Regions from separate parts of the Mus musculus genome. Here regions 1, 2 and 4 are each linked to region 3. The links are chromatin contacts, called in public HiChIP or PLAC-seq maps. All regions are on one chromosome and are shown on one strand. The core of a region is the stretch at or near the end of the contact, and the rest is flanking DNA. Distances in the headings are between cores, read along the strand shown. Region 1 holds the start of Tmem270 (transmembrane protein 270). Region 2 has its middle 4.5 kb from the start of Gm46925. Region 3 holds the start of Eif4h (eukaryotic translation initiation factor 4H). Region 4 holds the start of Abhd11 (abhydrolase domain containing 11).

Region 1 (4,019 bases), core at 1,012-3,511, 270 kb before region 3:
TCTCTTTACTGATGGAAAGACCCGTCTGCAGCTCTGCACTTATCTTTACTCACGAGCAGACGTTTCCGTAAGGGGTCCTTTTGCCAATGGGGGTTGTGAAGTAGGATCAGTAGAAATTAGAGCAAATGTATGGAAGGTTGAATCTTCCAGCCCCCTCCCTGGGGGATTCTAGGCAGGAGCTCTACCACTGAGCCAACCATTCAGCTCTTGGTCTATTTCTAGTTTTAGTTGTCCATGTGTTCATGGGCAGCATTTGCATGATCATTTCCTGTATGGATCTTTAAGATCCTGCATCAGGCTCTGGGCTCTGCATAAATTTCAATTTGCCCTGTAAAGTCACTGGTGCACGATGTGCCCTGATTCTTTTGTTTTTTGCTAAGGAAGGGGAGATAGCATCTTGGTGTGTCTTTGATTCACATTTCCCCCTGACTACTAATGAGACTGGACTATGTTTGCACAAACCTCATGGCTCTTTTGGTTCCTTTTGTTAACTTTCTTTGCTTCTGTGCTTCATCAGGTCCTTTGTTTTAAAAAAAATTTTTAAGCTTCTCTTTCTTTTTCTTCCTCCCTCTTTCCCTCCCTCTCTCCCTTCCTTCTTTTCTTTTCTTCTTTCTTCCTGTGGTGTGAGTGCACACATGACAAGGGTCTTGCCTGTGGAGGCCAGAAGACAACTTGGGGCAATAGTTTCTACTTTTCCACCATGTGTGTTCTGGGGATGGGGCTAAACTGATCAGGGTTGGTGTTAAGTTCTTTAACCTCCACCTCTGATCTCTTTCTTTTCTTTTCTTGTTTTTCTTTTCTGTGTTGGACGTGGAACTCAGTCTTGCACCTGTTAGCCACGTACTTTACCACCTCCAAATTCCAGCAGAATCGATTCTCTCCTTATACTGTGTGTATCTCTGGTCTGGGGCCAAACTCAGGTCAACAGTCTTGACAGCAAGTGCTTTACCAACTGGCCAGGTATTTGATTTCTTTTCCTTTTCTTTCTTTTTGAGACAGGGTCGGTCTCTCTCTCTCTCTCTCAACCTCTCTCTCTCTCCCTCCCTCCCTCCCTCTCATTTTTTCAAGGCAAGGTTTCTCTGTGTAGCCCTGGCTGTCTTGGAACTCACTATGTAGACCAGGCTGGTTTTGAACCCAGAGATCCACCTGCCACTGCCTCCCGAGTATTAATGGCATGTGAACTTACATATAATAAATAAATAAATCTTTTTTTTTTAAATCCAGCTTTTTCCAAGCCACAGAAATTAAAAAAAAAAAAAGTCACGTTAAAAAACTGGAAATAGCAGGACGCGGGGCAGAAGACTCGGAAGTTTGCCTTAGAGACACGGAGAAATGGAGGCCAGGTGGGGTTGCATGGCTTGCAAAGCCCCGTTTTCAATCCCGAGTTCTGCACATATTAACAAGAGGGTTAAATAAAAGGAAGACTGTGAGTCTCATTATCTCCGGGTGGTTCCCTTCTTGTAACCCAGGCATTGACTGGAAATGCACAGGGAGCTCTCTCAGGTGTTTCCAGGAGGTTGTTACCAGGAAATCAGCCTTGCAAAATGAGAAACTTTATCCTGCCTGTCAAGCGCCCTGCTCGCCCCTGCGGTGTCTTCTGCCCTCACGCGACCGCATCGCGGTACTGCACCTGCTCGGAGCTCTTTTAGGTCTTGTTCTGGGGATGTGAGCACGCTTCTCCAGGGAGGAAAGCAGAATGGCGCCCCCTGGCGTGGTGCAAGGCAGCGTACACTGATTCCTTTGTACTCCCAGCTGGTCATCCCTGCTCCTCTGAATGGGGAAACTGCAAGACTGCACACTGGTTCTTCAGCCTGAAACTGATGGGGAGAGGGAAGGGACAGAGAAAGAGGCCTGGGGGGGGGGCGGTGAGGACAGAGGGGTCTCAGTTGAGGATGCTAAACTGAGGCTTCTCCTATGGCAACACTGCTACCCTTGCGGTCCAACTTGGAAAGTAAGGCCATAGAGAGCCCATCTCCTCCCTCCTTCATTTTGTTCTTCTTTCTCTACATCCCTATCTCCCTACCACTCAACCCCCACATCTGGCGGTAAACTAGGCGATTCTGAAATGGGCTCTGAGTTTTTTCCCGATAGTAGGTAGACAATTGATCCTAAGGCTAGACATCTGTGATGACCATGGAGCCAGACTTGACCTCAGAGGAGCAGGTAAAGGGAGCTATGGCAAAGGGTAGTGTGTCATGTGGCAACTGGGTCCCCATGGCAACTGGACCCCCACCCTGTGGCATCTGTGAGGTCACCCTGCCTCTCCTGGCTGGAGGAATGGGTGGAGGCCAGACATGGAGGCCGCTCCCCGGGTCAGATCTGGCCTTCTCAGAATTCTTCTGCGGGCTGGGAGGCTCTCTGCACTGGTAAGCAGGGTATGGAGAGGGGACCTGGAGAGATTCAGCCATTCCCAGCCACCAAGGAATAAACAGTCAAGTCCTGAGAGCCCCATCTCCCAAGTGCTGTGGCATAGCTGTCTATCCGCAATCTTGTTTCCTTCTCCTCCTCTCCCCCTTCCTTTCTCTTCTCTCTTCCGTGTGTATGTGTGTGTGTGTGTGTGTGTGTGTGTGTTTAAGATAAGGGTCTATTATGTAGCCCTGGTGTCCTGGTACTTTCTATGTAGACCAGGCTAACCTTGAACTCAGAGATTTGCCTGCCTCTGCCTCCCCTGTGCTGAGACTAAAGATGTACATTATTATTCCTAGCCCTTCATTTCTTTCCCTTAAAAAGATTATATATTTATGTCTATAAATAGTGTGTGTGTGTGTGTCCTCTCCTTCCACCATGTGGGTCCTGGGGATTGAACTCAGGCCGCAGGCTTGGCAGACAGTGCCTTTACCTGTTGAGCAATCTCATTGGCCTACATTCCCTTTCCTTTCCTCACCCCTGCCCTTCTCCCTCCCTGGCCTCCTCTCTTTCTTTCTCTCCTTTCTGTTTAGTGTGCATGTATGTGGGTGTGGGTATGATGTATATACATGTGTGTAAATGCCTGTGTGTGCACATAGAAGCCAGAGGAGGGTGCTCTCTCTTTCCCTCTCTTTCCCTTCTCCCTCCCTCCCCCCTCCCTCTCCCTTATTTCTTTGATTCTTGGAACTTGGAGTTGATACATTTGTTTATTCATTTTATTTTGTCCAGCAGCTTTGCAAGCCACAGATATCCTCCTGTCTTCAAAAATACCTTCAGTACTGAGGTTGCATGCATGCACTGGGCCACGTGTGTCCTGAGTCATACATGCACTGGGCCACGTGTGTCCTGAGTCATACATGCTGGGCCATGTGTGTCCTGAGCCATACATGCACTGGGCCACGTGTGTCCTGAGCCATACATGCACTGGGCCATGTGTGTCCTGAGGCATACATGCACTGGGCCATGTGTGTCCTGAGCCATACATGCACTGGGCCTTGTGTGTCCTGAGGCATACATGCACTGGGCCACGTGTGTCCTGAGGCATACATGCACTGGGCCATGTGTGTCCTGAGCCATACGTGCACTGGACCATGTGTGTCCTGAGGCATACATGCTGGGCCACGTGTGTCCTGAGGCATACATGCACTGGGCCATGTGTGTCCTGAGCCATACATGCACTGGGTAATGTGTGTCCTGAGGCATACATGCTGGGCCATGTGTGTCCTGAGGCATACATGCACTGGGTCATGTGTGTCCTGAGCCATACATGCACTGGGCCATGTGTGTCCTGAGCCATACATACACTGGGTCATGTGTGTCCTGAGGCATACATGCACTGGGCCATGTGTGTCCTGAGGCATACATGCACTGTGCCATGTGTGTCCTGAGGCATACATGCTGGGCCATGTGTGTCCTGAGCCATACATGCACTGGGCCATGTGTGTCCTGAGGCATACATGCACTGGGTCATGTGTGTCCTGAGCCATACATGCACTGGGCCATGTGTGTCCTGAGCATACATGCACTGGGCCATGTGTGTCCTGAGCCATACATGCACTGGGCCATGTGTGTCCTGAGGTATACCAGCACTCGGCCATGTGTGTCCTGAGGCA
Region 2 (3,682 bases), core at 690-3,189, 290 kb after region 3:
ATAATGCCATCCTTGAGAGGAAATTTCCATTTATTTTTACTTCTGTGTATCTTATAGAACTGGCATGCAGCAACATTGTCTGTGTCAAAGAGTTCCTGCCCTTCCTCATCATTTACATCATCTTCACTCTTGAGGGGCTCTTCTTCCACCTGCCCATCTTCAGCTCCATCTTTCTCTTTATTTTCTTCCTCCTCCTCATCATAGTCTTCTTCATCTTCATCTTCCTCAGGAGATGTATGCCCTGTTCCATCAACTTGCAGCACCAACGGAGCTTGCTGTTGGGCAGGCTGGGCCTGTGGCTGCTGCTGTCCAGCTTGTGCCGGGGCGGGTGCTGCCACTGTTGGTAGGACTGACCTGGGTCTTATTTCCTGTAAATAAGATTTGCTGTGTTTGAATGATGACACGCATCTGTAGTGACATCCCTCCAGGAAGTGGGGCTAGGACCTGCTGGATAACAGGTACTTGGACTCCACCAGGCTGCATTTGTGGTATAACTTGTTGTAGAACAACTGACTGCTGAGGCTGAAAGATAGACTGGGCACCATTGGCTGCTCTGACCACCTGAAGCAGCTGGCCTGAATTGGTTAGTATCTGTTGAACAGGAGGTAAGCCTGCAGGAAGTGCCAAGGTAGCAACTGTAGCAACAGCACTGGGAATACTTGATGCATTCATATGTTGTATCAACTTAGAATCGGAAACATTAACTTGTGGTGCCATAGCTTGCTGTGATGCAGGAATAAGAATCTTTTGGTTCCGTGCTTGCTGATGCTGTGCTGGCTGATGGTGGTGGAGATGCGATGCTGATGCTGATGCTGGGCTCGCTGATGGTGGTGGAGATGCTGCTGCTGAACTTGCAACAAAAGCTGCTCTTCTTCCAAATGAAATCCGTCTACTGCCCTAGACTGCATTAGTTTATTCTCCCACAGTGATTTTAGTTCCATCAGGAACTGTTCCTCCACTCCATCATCCAGAAAAATGTCTCGAACATCATTAATAACATCTTCAATCACAGATCTATACAATTTAGGCGCGGTGTTTGTGTTTGCCGAGTTCGCCATTTCCACACACAACACAAACGGGGGAACGAGATATAAAGAAAAAAAAGAAAGAAAGAGGGGGAGGGAGGGAGGAAGGAAGGAAGGAAGGAAAGAAGGAAGGAAGGAAGAAGAAAGAGGAAGGAAGAAAGGAAGGAAGGAAAGGAAGAAAGAGAAAGAAAGAAAAAAAACTGAGACCGGGAGGGTGACCCAAGTCACCCACAAGAGTGGGGCAAAAATTTCTCAACAAATCCTATCCAGAAAGAGTAAGAAGCAGGAGACCAGGAGGAGGGGGACACTCTTCCCACAGCTAAAAACCTCCAGAATCGCCTAAAGAAAAAAAAAATCAGCCATGACCCCTTAGGGGGATAGGGAGCGTCACCAGCTCCCCACTCACCCACTGAGGGGGGAAACAAACACCAGTCACTGCTCCCACCCCACCACTGCCACCACCTGCTGCAGCTCCAGCAAAATCAATGCTCTTAACAGCTAAGCCATCTCCTCAGGCCTAAAATTAGACACATCACCACCACCACCACTGCTGCCTAGCTTTTTTTTTTTTTCTTTCCTGAAACCATATGTTAAAACAAAATGTCCTAGAAAGGAGAGAGAAATAATGCTGGGCAGTGGTGGCGCACACCTTTAATCCCAGCACCTGTGAAGCAGAGGTAGGCAGATTTCTGAGTTCGAGGCCAGCCTGGTCTACAGAGTGAGTTCCAGGACAGCCAGGGCTACACAGAGAAACCCTGTCTCAAGTTCCGCCCCCCCCACAAAAAAAAGGAGAAATACCATGTTATCTTTATGTCCACACTAGAAAATGCTGACTGTACTGGACTTCTTGACCCTCAGCCTCTGCCAAAGCTCTCAGTGGAGACACACACACACACAGCCCCAGCCCTGTCACAGGAATGCTTCCTCTTCTTGTATCCCTTTCATGTTCTTGTCTGAGCCTTACATGCTGGTTATTGGAAAGGAGAACAGGAAGACTCCAGGACCTGGCTCTGATTCTCCGGTCAGAATGAGTGCTCTGGCAAGGACGGACAGACAGACAGACAGACAGACAGACCAGTCCAGATACTTCTCCCAGGCCTGCGGGATGGCTCTGCATCCCAGCTGGAAGAGAGGCCCTGTTCCAGACATCTGGATCAGCTTCCTCCTAGAAAGCTGTTACAAGCCACAAAGTTGGCACACCCCTGTGAACTGTCCCCTCCCTGCCCCCTCTGGTACCCAGCCACCACCACACATACCAGTCAGCTCCCAGCTGGCCTTCTTTTCCACACCACACTGGGACACTCACTCTTTTCTCTGTCTGGCTTCTCTGCATTTGGGTGGAGAGGCTCGACGGACAGGGTCTCATGTAGTCTAGGCTGGCCTCAACTTCTTTTTTTGAGGGTTGAGGGGGGGTTGGAGACAGGGTTTTTTTCATGTAGCCCTGGCTGTCCTGAAACTCACTCTGTAGACCAGGCTGGCCTCGAACTCAGAAATCCACCTGCCTCTGCCTCCACAGTGCTGTGATTAAAGGCTTGCGCCACCACTGCCCGGGCTGGCCTCAACTTCTTATGTTGCTGAAGATGACCTTGAACTCAAGGTCTTCCAGTGTCCACCTCCCAAATGCTGGAGTCGCAGGCTTTCAGAACCCCACACTCATCCCTCTTTCTCCTCAAGCTCCAAGGCTCTATCATGGACCACCATCCTATTTACAGGGAACTAACTCCTCCAATGGGGATGGCTGGCCCATGGTGTGCCTACAGTCCCAGCTACCTAGAAGGCTGAGGCAGGAGGATCTTTAGTTGAAAACCTGATGAACTCATTCCAAGACCCTGTGGCACCTGCCACCCGGCATTTGGGACCAAGGCTAGAGGACAAATTCAAGGTCATTCTCCTTTTCTTTTTTTTTCTTTTTAAGATTTATTTATTCTATGTGAGTACACTGTAGCTGTCCTCAGACACACCAGAAGAGGGCGTCAGACCCCATTATAGATGGTCGTGAGCCACCATGTGGTTGCTTGGATTTGAACTCAGGACCTTAACCACTGAGCCATCTCTCCAGCCCCCAAGGTCATTCTCCTTTACATAGCAAGTTGGGAGGCTAGCCTGGGCTACATAAGACCCTTTCTCAGAAACAAAAAACAGACTTTGGGTGTGGTGTATCTGTGGTGAGTTTGAGGTCAACCTGGTCTACACAGAGAAACCCTGAACTGGAAGGAAACAAAACAAAAACATGGGGCAGGGCAGACAGAAGGTCCAGCCTAGCCATTTCGGTGTGTCCATTTGCAACAGTGCCACGCTTACTTCCCTGTACCCATGTCCCGTGGCTCATAACTGCCTGTAACTCCAGCCCAACAGGTGAATGGACTGTACATTTCTAAACACACACACACACACAATTTAGGGTAATAAAAATAAATCTTTTTTTAAATGTAAAAAACCCTTAGATCAACTCTAGATGCAGCAGCAGGCAAAAATCTCAGTCTGGGAGCCTTCATAGTGAGACCCCGCCTCAATAAACAAACCCTTTAAAGGAGGGCTTCAACCACCTACTCTACAACCCACCCCCACCCCACCCCCGTGAGGAGCTGGGGCGTGGCTCAGGATACTATATAACCAAAGCCACATTTCCCCCACATTTCAAAACAGAAAAGAAAATT
Region 3 (3,502 bases), core at 218-2,717:
GTGTCCTTAGCCTCTCCTGCCCCTGGGGTTTGTTCTGTAGTTTTGTTTTGTTTTTTTTAAAACATTGTGTCTTTGTGTGTCAGGGGTACAAAAAAGTGCTGTAAAATTCAGAGGTTCTCCTTCTTCTTGGTTTTTCAAGGCAGGGTTTTTCTGTGTATCCCTGGCTGTCCTCGAACTCACTCTGTAGAGCAGGATGGCCTCAAATTCATAGATCCGCCTGCTTCTGCCTCCAGAATGAGGGGAGTAAAGGCCTTTGCTACCACTTCCTAATTTAGGAGTCACTTCTTAGGAGCTGTCCATCTTGGTTGAATTTTTTTTTTTTTTTTTTTTTTTTTTTTTTTGAGACAGGGTCTATGTACCTGGTCCTCCCGCTAGATGTGTGTGTGTGTGTGTGTGTGTGTGTGTGTGTGAGAGAGAGAGAGAGAGAGAGAGAGAGAGAGAGAGAGAGAAAGAGAGAGAGAGACTCATCTTCTACCATGTGGGTCCTGGGGATCAAACTCAGGTCAAGCTTGGTAACAAACATCCTCACTCACTGAGCCCACCTGCCCACCCTTAAAATTTCTTTTTCAGAGCAGACTCCTGCAAAAATAAAACATATCTAATCTCTTATCAGTTCAACTACAAACAGCCTCATCTTCACCACCCCTCCCCAATACCCAGACAGAGAATACAATTTGTTTTGTCTTTATAAGATTTATTTTGTTTTTTATTTATTTTATTTTATTTTGGAGACCAGTCTCAGTCTTCCTAGAGTAGGGATTACAGATATTTACCACCACGTCGTTTGTAGCAGGTCTCAAAAACAAAGATATTTCACTTCGTCTTGTTCACACACACACACACACACACACCATTCTCACTTACAAGCCTTCTGCCCTTGGTCATCTAGGGACCTCTACCTAGAACAGGTTGTCTTCCTTTTAGCTTTACCCAGGGACCATTTGTCCTGAAGAATTGTGCCCAAGTGGGACCAAGTGGGGCAGACCTAGGGCACTTTAATAAATCTAACGTGATACCAGAGATCCCAACATAGTGGCACACTGTCACCCCAGCCCTTGAGAAAGGGAGAGAGCAAAAAACAAAAAAACAAACCCAAAAAAACAAAAAACAAAACTAGGGGTTCAAGGTCATCCTCAGCTACAGCGCCCCAGCTCCAGGCCAGCCTGGGCTCCACAAAACCCAAACTGAATCTAGTGACAATGAGAAAGCAGCGTGCAGGGTGACAGACAACGCCCGAGGGGTAGGTGACCACGGGGCAGGGCGGGGCAAGGACAGTAAGAGGCAACCACGCGTGAAAGCAGCAAGCTAGCACACAATGGGCCTGGGAGGGCAGAGCGTGCGCGCGGCGCCCCGGGGGCCGGCCGCCGCACCACGTGGGCCGCAGAGCGCGCCGGGGCCAGCAGCGGGCCCCGTCGGCCCAAGGCCGGGCGCGGCGGCGCGCGCATGCGTGCGTGCGACTTGCGATCAGGCAGCGCGGCGGACAGCCCCGGTAGCGGGGCGGGCGGGGGGAGGAGGAGTTATATTGCGGGGTCCTTCCTCGCTGGCCCGCTGGTTCCTCAAGGAGCGGAGACGGCAAATGGCGGACTTCGATACCTACGACGATCGGGCCTACAGCAGCTTCGGCGGCGGTAGAGGGTGAGGCGAGCGGGGCGCGGTCAGGCGGGCCAGCGGCTCGGCCGGGGGGAGTGCCGAAAGGTTCGAAGGGGGAGGCGGCCTTGCCGCGCTCACTCGAGACGGGCGGCGGGAAGCGGCCTGAGCAGGCCCGAGGCGAGGCCTGGAAATGGCGCGCTCCGGGAGCGGCTGGCGACGGTTAGGCTGCGGGTCTCTCGCTTGCTCGCGGCGCACATCCTGCCCTCGGCTCCGCGCCGGCCCCGGACCCGGCACCCTGCGGGGCCTCGGTCGGAAAGTTAGATCACAGCGACACCGGAGGGTTTCCCGGGGATACCAGTGCCCGCCCGCCGCGTCCAGCTTTCTCCCCAGCGCGCTCCGGGCTGGGATGCAGCGCGGAAGCGGGCGGCGGCGGCGGAAGCGGCCTGCCCCTCTCCAGGGTCCCCGCTGCCTGGCGGAGCCCCTGGGTCGCTTCTGCGAGAGGCCCGCCGGCAGCGAGAGGGGCGATTTCCCTTCCGATTCGAGTCTGGATGCTGGGACCGTCGGATCCAGCGAGGGAGACAGGGAGCGGGGACCTGAACCAAAACAAATCCACCGTAGTGGGGAGTGTGCGTGGCTCTTTCTCTCTGCCTCCCTGGCGTTTCGAATGCCTTATTGACAGATACTACGTGTCTGCTGGCGGAGATTGTTGATTTCTTCCCAGTTTCTTCCCTGACCTGGGGAATCGCTTTCGCTTCGTTCTGATTCCGGTCAGATAAAGACAACATACTTTAAAACCAGTCCTCCTCCCACCTCCCTAAATCCTTTACTGATGAATAGATAGCTCCTGGTGCATAATTCCAAAAAACGGGCGCCCGGATAGTTTGTGCCCTTTTAAATAACACGTTACCAGCTGGGGTTGTGGCTCAGTCACAGAGCGATTGTCTAGCATATCTTGGATTCAGTCTCCTGCCAAACAATAGAAATAAACAAGCATCAGCCACTTGCTTTTTTTTCTTTTTTTTTTTTAAGCTTATAGGAGTTTTATGGGACAATTTAATCGTCTTGTTTATTTGTCAAGGACACACTTGGCTTTTATCCTTTTTTACAGCAAAGGTGACTTGCCCGGAGAATATCACAATAGTTGTACTGAGGTGTTGGGTTTCCTAGGTGGCTGCCCCCAAAGTGTCTTTTGTTAGGTGAAGAATGATCACCTTTAAATACCTGGGTTTGAGAGTGAGTCACAGTCTTGTTTGGTTGCAGTAGTGTACTGGGTACTCTTCATGCTTTCAGAAGGAGGAAGTTGGGGCTAAGGTGGAGCCACACGTATTTTATTTGCTAATAAAAATAAAAATAGGTGTTGGATGAAATGTTAGCATGAATACCCTTGGGGATGGCTTTCTAGGTATGGGATTTGTACTAACGTCCCATTGGGTTGTTTTTTTTGTTTTAAAGATAGAGTCTTGGTGTGTATGTAATTCTGGCCAACTTGGAACACGCCATGCAGACCAGGTGAATTCAGCCCACCTCTGCCTTCCCAGTGGTGGGATTAGAGGCCTGAGCCGGCATGCTCAGTTTGGGTTGGGTTGTTTTTCTCTACTTGAAAGAAGTAAATGTGCTCAGGGGCTCTTTTTTTCCTACTCGAATCCTCATACTGTAGAGAGGTTGAGGCAGGAGAAACCCAAGTTTCAGACAGCCTGGACTACATAGTGAGGTCTTATCTCAAAGGGGAAGAAAACGCCTTTGAACAAACTTCCCAACCTTTGATGATGATGGAAAGGTCATTAGACTTAGCACATGCCACAAATGAGACCCTTGAATAACTTTAAAACATTAGAAAAAAATTCAAATCTCTCAAGATGCAACTTATTTGAAATACTTATAGGCAGATGAAAATGTTAGCCATTTACCTAGA
Region 4 (3,749 bases), core at 788-3,287, 370 kb before region 3:
GGAGTGCGGCACCTTCTCTGGGATCTCAACAGCCTTCATGGCTGCTATGAAGGCTCCAATGTGTGATCCAGGTGTGGTTCCTACCGGGCTTATGTCTACAACAACCAATCGTTCCACAACATCTGGCTGGGAGACAGAATCAGACCAGAGCAGGTCCCAGACAAACTCTGAGCCGCCAGCAGAGTTTCTGGACCTGGCCATCCAAAGTGTGGATGAGTCCCACGTTATCAATGGGCTTAGAGTGCATTAAGAGGACCCAGATAGGTGTAGCTTACCCTCTGCAGTGCCAGGAGCATGGCTGTCTTTCCTCCCATGCTGTGGCCAACGAGGACGCAGGGCACCAGACCCAGCTGTGGAAGGAGGCCCTGAAGGTCCTGACTCATGGCCTCATAGCTTGCGTCTGGACTGTGGGGGCTGTCACCGTGGTTCCGGGCATCCACCGTCAGCACCTGCGATGGGGGTGAAACAGGAATGGTGTTACTTTGACTACAGACAACGAAAAGCCTGATAGGGTCCACAGAGCAGCTAGGGAGAGAAGTCTGGAGACATAAGTATGTGTGTGTATGTGTGTGTGTGTGTGTGTGTGTGTGTGTGTGTGCGCGCGCGCATGCGCACGTGCAGAGGTTAATATTGAGCAACTTCCTTAGTTGCTTTATTATATACACACATGTATGCATGTGCGCAAGTTATATCTTCGCAAGCACGTGCCATGGTGTACATGTGGAGATCAAATGAGAACTTCAGGTGCCAAGGAGAGAGGGCATGCAGACCAAAGGAGGATCAGAGTAGTCAGGGAGCAAATGGCTTAAATGGCTGGGTTAACAGGAAAGAGACGCTGGGGGACGGGAAGCCTCTGGACTGGAAAGGTTTATAGTAAGGGGTCGGGGGTAACAAGAGCAGAGAGCTGCCACTCGTACTGAGTAAGCCAGGAGGCTAGAGTGTGCTTTGGCATGCTAGTAGGTGCCACAAAATTGTCCCAAGTTTCTTTGGGACCTGACAAAGAGACCTGTTATGTCTCAGTAACATAAATGGACTAACTGTGGGGCATCTTACAGGACCAGGCCTCTTCATAGATGTTTTACGGTTTACTGGGCACTGAAACTTTCCATTTTCAGGTCACCAAGAGCCCAGACCTGAGTGATTGAAACTAGGTCCACTGCCCTCAGCCTTACCCCTTAGCCCCCGCCCACCCATGCACCGCCCCATCCGGAAGCTCACCCTCCGGCCAGTCCTCTGAACCATTGCCTTGGCGAGGGAGTTGAAGTTGGTTTTGCTGCCGAAGAGCCCATGCAAAAAGACGATGGCTGGGAGTGTCGCGTCTCCATCTAGAAGATTATAAGACAGCGGCAGCGGCCTGGAAGGTGGGGGCCACCATGGAGTAAGGGGGAGGAGAGAGTGAAAGAAAAAAGGGGCGAGGCCAAAGGAGAGGCGGGGCCAGCTAAGCCGCGTGCGAAGTGGACCAGTGGAGAACAACCCTCCCAGTGCCCTTGGCTGACCTCAGATCGGCGTTTTCTTGGCCACTACTGCGGCTGCTACAGAACGTGACAGGAACCGCCAAACGCCTGGGAGAGGAGGCACCGAGTACCCCACGGGGGACCCTCCACGCTCGCGCCCAGCGGAGCATGCCCACAGCCCGCAAAGTGTGCTTCCTAGGGCTGTCCTGCGCACGCTCCGCCTTTCAGAGCCCTGTCTATTCCAACTAGGGCTCCGCCTTTTCCCCCGCCCCCCCCCCATCGAGGCGCCACTTTAGGCCACGTGGTCTAATGTATTCCCGGAGTCAGTTCAGCCCCCTCCCAAAGCAGAAGCTTCTTGGACGCAGCCGCTAGACGACCCCAGCCCTTGCACGTTACACATTTCCTGCAGCCACTTTGAGCCTGGTCTGTAGGACTAGCTGGCTTGGTAACAGGCTGGGCGTAGCCATACAGCGCTAGCCCTGCCCCCTTGCGCCACTACGCAATTCCTACAGACGCTGTGAGCCGCTTAGAGACCAGTTCCCGACCAGGACCAGGGAAGCGCTACGTGGGACTGGTCCCTCCTCTGGGACAATATACAATCCCCTTTAGATCTGTGAGCCCCTGCCACGCCCTGGACGGGGTCACCAACTGGCTTGTTCTTCGCACCGTCACTCAACCGTCGTAGCCACTGCCAGGCACCCGGACGTAGGCTTCTTAGCCACACCTTGCGGAGCCACCGGGGACTCTGGGACCGCCTCCTGCATCATTACGTAATTCCCACTTTGCATGCATCTGCGAGTTCAGTTCCTTGGCCACGCCCTATCGTAGGCGGGGCTGTAAGAGGCCCTTGCACGGTTTCGCAACATTTTAAACTGCTCTAGCTCCCGGAATTGGACTCCTTGACCACGCCTTGGGCGGAGCTACCCGATTGTGGCACCGGCTTTTGCGCCATTACGTAATCCTGCCGGGTTCTGTGCACACTTCCCTGAACCCCTTGACAACGTCGTAGGCCACGCCTCTTCTTTTAAGAGCTTCTTAGTCTTCTAGTGTTTCCCTACTGGCGATCAGAGGTCCTCAGTTCGAGGCGCAAGTGTGGGGCGTGTCCCTAGCAAACTGAGAAGTCCTTTCTCGGCTGGCGAGCGGACCCCACCTGGCCTGCTCCTCTGTCCTCAGGCACCGCCCTGGGTGGGTACCATGCTCTCTGTGCCTCCGGCATGGTCAGGAGGCGCCAGGAGTGATTCTTGTTCCAGCTCCCGCCAGCTCTCTGGCGCCTTGCTCCGTAGTTGGGAGCCCTGTCAGGCTCCCCAGAGCACGAGTGCTTTGTCTCTCTGTCTCCTCACAGGAAACACCTAGGAGGAAGGGGCTTTCGCTCGATCTCCTCACTTAATCGATTAACTGAGGTGCAGAAAGGGCAAAGGATTGGGCCAACAGGCAGAACCAGAGTCTTAGTCCAGTCTTCCGTTCCTGGTCCAGGTCAATTTGAAAAACCAGGATTAAACCCTTAGCCAGGGATTTGTACTGTAGTTACCTGCACTGAATAGAGATGGCTCCGGGCCAGGTGTAGTGGCTACAATTTTAATCCCACACATTGGTGGCAGAGGCAAGCGGTTCTCTATGAGTTCAAGGCCAGCCTTGTATATAAGAGTCCAAGAACATCTAGAAATGCATAGAAAAACTCTGTCTCAAAAAAGAAAAAAGGAAGGAAGAAAGAGCCCTCATTAACAACCCGCCATTAGCAGAGAGTGGCAACCCTCTGCCCAGACTGCACCGCATTCTGCACCCATTTCCCCCAGAAAGCCTGCCCCCTGCTGTCTCCCCTCATAGTCTAGGGAAAGTCCCCGCAGCCCTCTTCTGCTGCGGTCCATCCTTTAGCAGTTCCGGAGCTGGTTTGGTCATAGCAAACACATCTGCTGGGGCGCCTTCAGGACTCCTTGTTACTGAAGTAGCACTTCAAACCCTCCAGAGTCCTTCCCAGCATCCTCAGCCGGGCACCAAGCCTCTGGCTCTTAGGTCCCTTTTGTTCTTTGTCAGCGCTGGTGGCCTTCGGTGCCACTAGTTGCCTAGACACACACACACACACACACACACACACACACACAGATTTATTTATTTTGCTTTATGTGTCTGAGTGTTTGCTTGAATGTATGTCTGTGTACCACGCCTGTACCTTGTGCCTTCAGAGTTGAGAGGAGGGCATAGGATCTCCTGGAACTGGAATTGCAGGTGGTTGTGAGCCACCCTGTGGGTCCTGGGGACCATACTCCAGCAAGAACATCATGTGCTCTTAATTCCTGA

Evidence for each region. HiChIP or PLAC-seq counts read pairs in DNA pulled down with a chosen protein or histone mark.
Region 1: a contact with region 3 is called in an H3K27ac HiChIP or PLAC-seq map of embryonic stem cells, with 2.7 times the contacts expected there. The contact joins the promoter of Tmem270 here to the promoter of Eif4h in region 3. A contact is called at or near these places in 9 of 39 promoter capture datasets (the 3T3-L1 cell line, cranial neural crest, embryonic stem cells and 5 more), 4 of 484 Hi-C or Micro-C datasets (B cells, cortical neurons, embryonic stem cells and 1 more) and 7 of 115 datasets of contacts at active chromatin or transcription factors (cardiomyocytes, embryonic fibroblasts, embryonic limb bud and 3 more).
Region 2: an H3K4me3 HiChIP or PLAC-seq map of bone marrow-derived macrophages shows a contact between it and region 3, with 2.6 times the contacts expected there. The contact joins the enhancer-like site here to the promoter of Eif4h in region 3. A contact is called at or near these places in 1 of 39 promoter capture datasets (cranial neural crest), 3 of 484 Hi-C or Micro-C datasets (Th1 cells, embryonic stem cells and regulatory T cells), 8 of 115 datasets of contacts at active chromatin or transcription factors (T-cell acute lymphoblastic leukemia, bone marrow-derived macrophages, embryonic stem cells and 5 more) and 4 of 9 other capture datasets (adipose tissue, embryonic stem cells, liver and 1 more).
Region 4: a contact with region 3 is called in an H3K27ac HiChIP or PLAC-seq map of extraembryonic endoderm stem cells. The contact joins the promoter of Abhd11 here to the promoter of Eif4h in region 3. A contact is called at or near these places in 9 of 39 promoter capture datasets (the C10 cell line, cranial neural crest, frontonasal cranial neural crest and 5 more), 6 of 484 Hi-C or Micro-C datasets (CD4 T cells, cardiomyocytes, embryonic stem cells and 2 more), 10 of 115 datasets of contacts at active chromatin or transcription factors (the 230-238 cell line, embryonic stem cells, extraembryonic endoderm stem cells and 5 more) and 2 of 9 other capture datasets (adipose tissue and pancreatic islet).

What each region holds. Positions count from the first base shown.
Region 1 is chr5:134,904,975-134,908,993 of GRCm38.p6, reverse strand. It overlaps Tmem270 (transmembrane protein 270), which reads left to right and starts at 2,261. Exons shown (of 3, transcript NM_194065.3): 1 at 2,261-2,366. The coding sequence starts at 2,295.
Region 2 is chr5:134,351,173-134,354,854 of GRCm38.p6, reverse strand. It overlaps the pseudogene Gm7033. Among named protein-coding and RNA genes, the nearest start is that of Gm46925, 4.5 kb to the right of the region's middle. Within about 2 kb of position 1,939, at least 52 of the 459 cell types and tissues checked have an H3K27ac peak or open chromatin away from gene starts, as enhancers often do. A contact at or near this core is called in adipose tissue, bone marrow-derived macrophages, microglia and 1 more, where this site is marked.
Region 3 is chr5:134,637,374-134,640,875 of GRCm38.p6, reverse strand. It overlaps Eif4h (eukaryotic translation initiation factor 4H), which reads left to right and starts at 1,467. Exons shown (of 7, transcript NM_033561.2): 1 at 1,467-1,635. The coding sequence starts at 1,577.
Region 4 is chr5:135,007,587-135,011,335 of GRCm38.p6, reverse strand. Abhd11 (abhydrolase domain containing 11) reads right to left here and starts at 2,037. Exons shown (of 6, transcript NM_145215.2): 1 at 1,497-2,037; 2 at 1,219-1,354; 3 at 276-449; 4 at 1-126. The coding sequence starts at 1,624.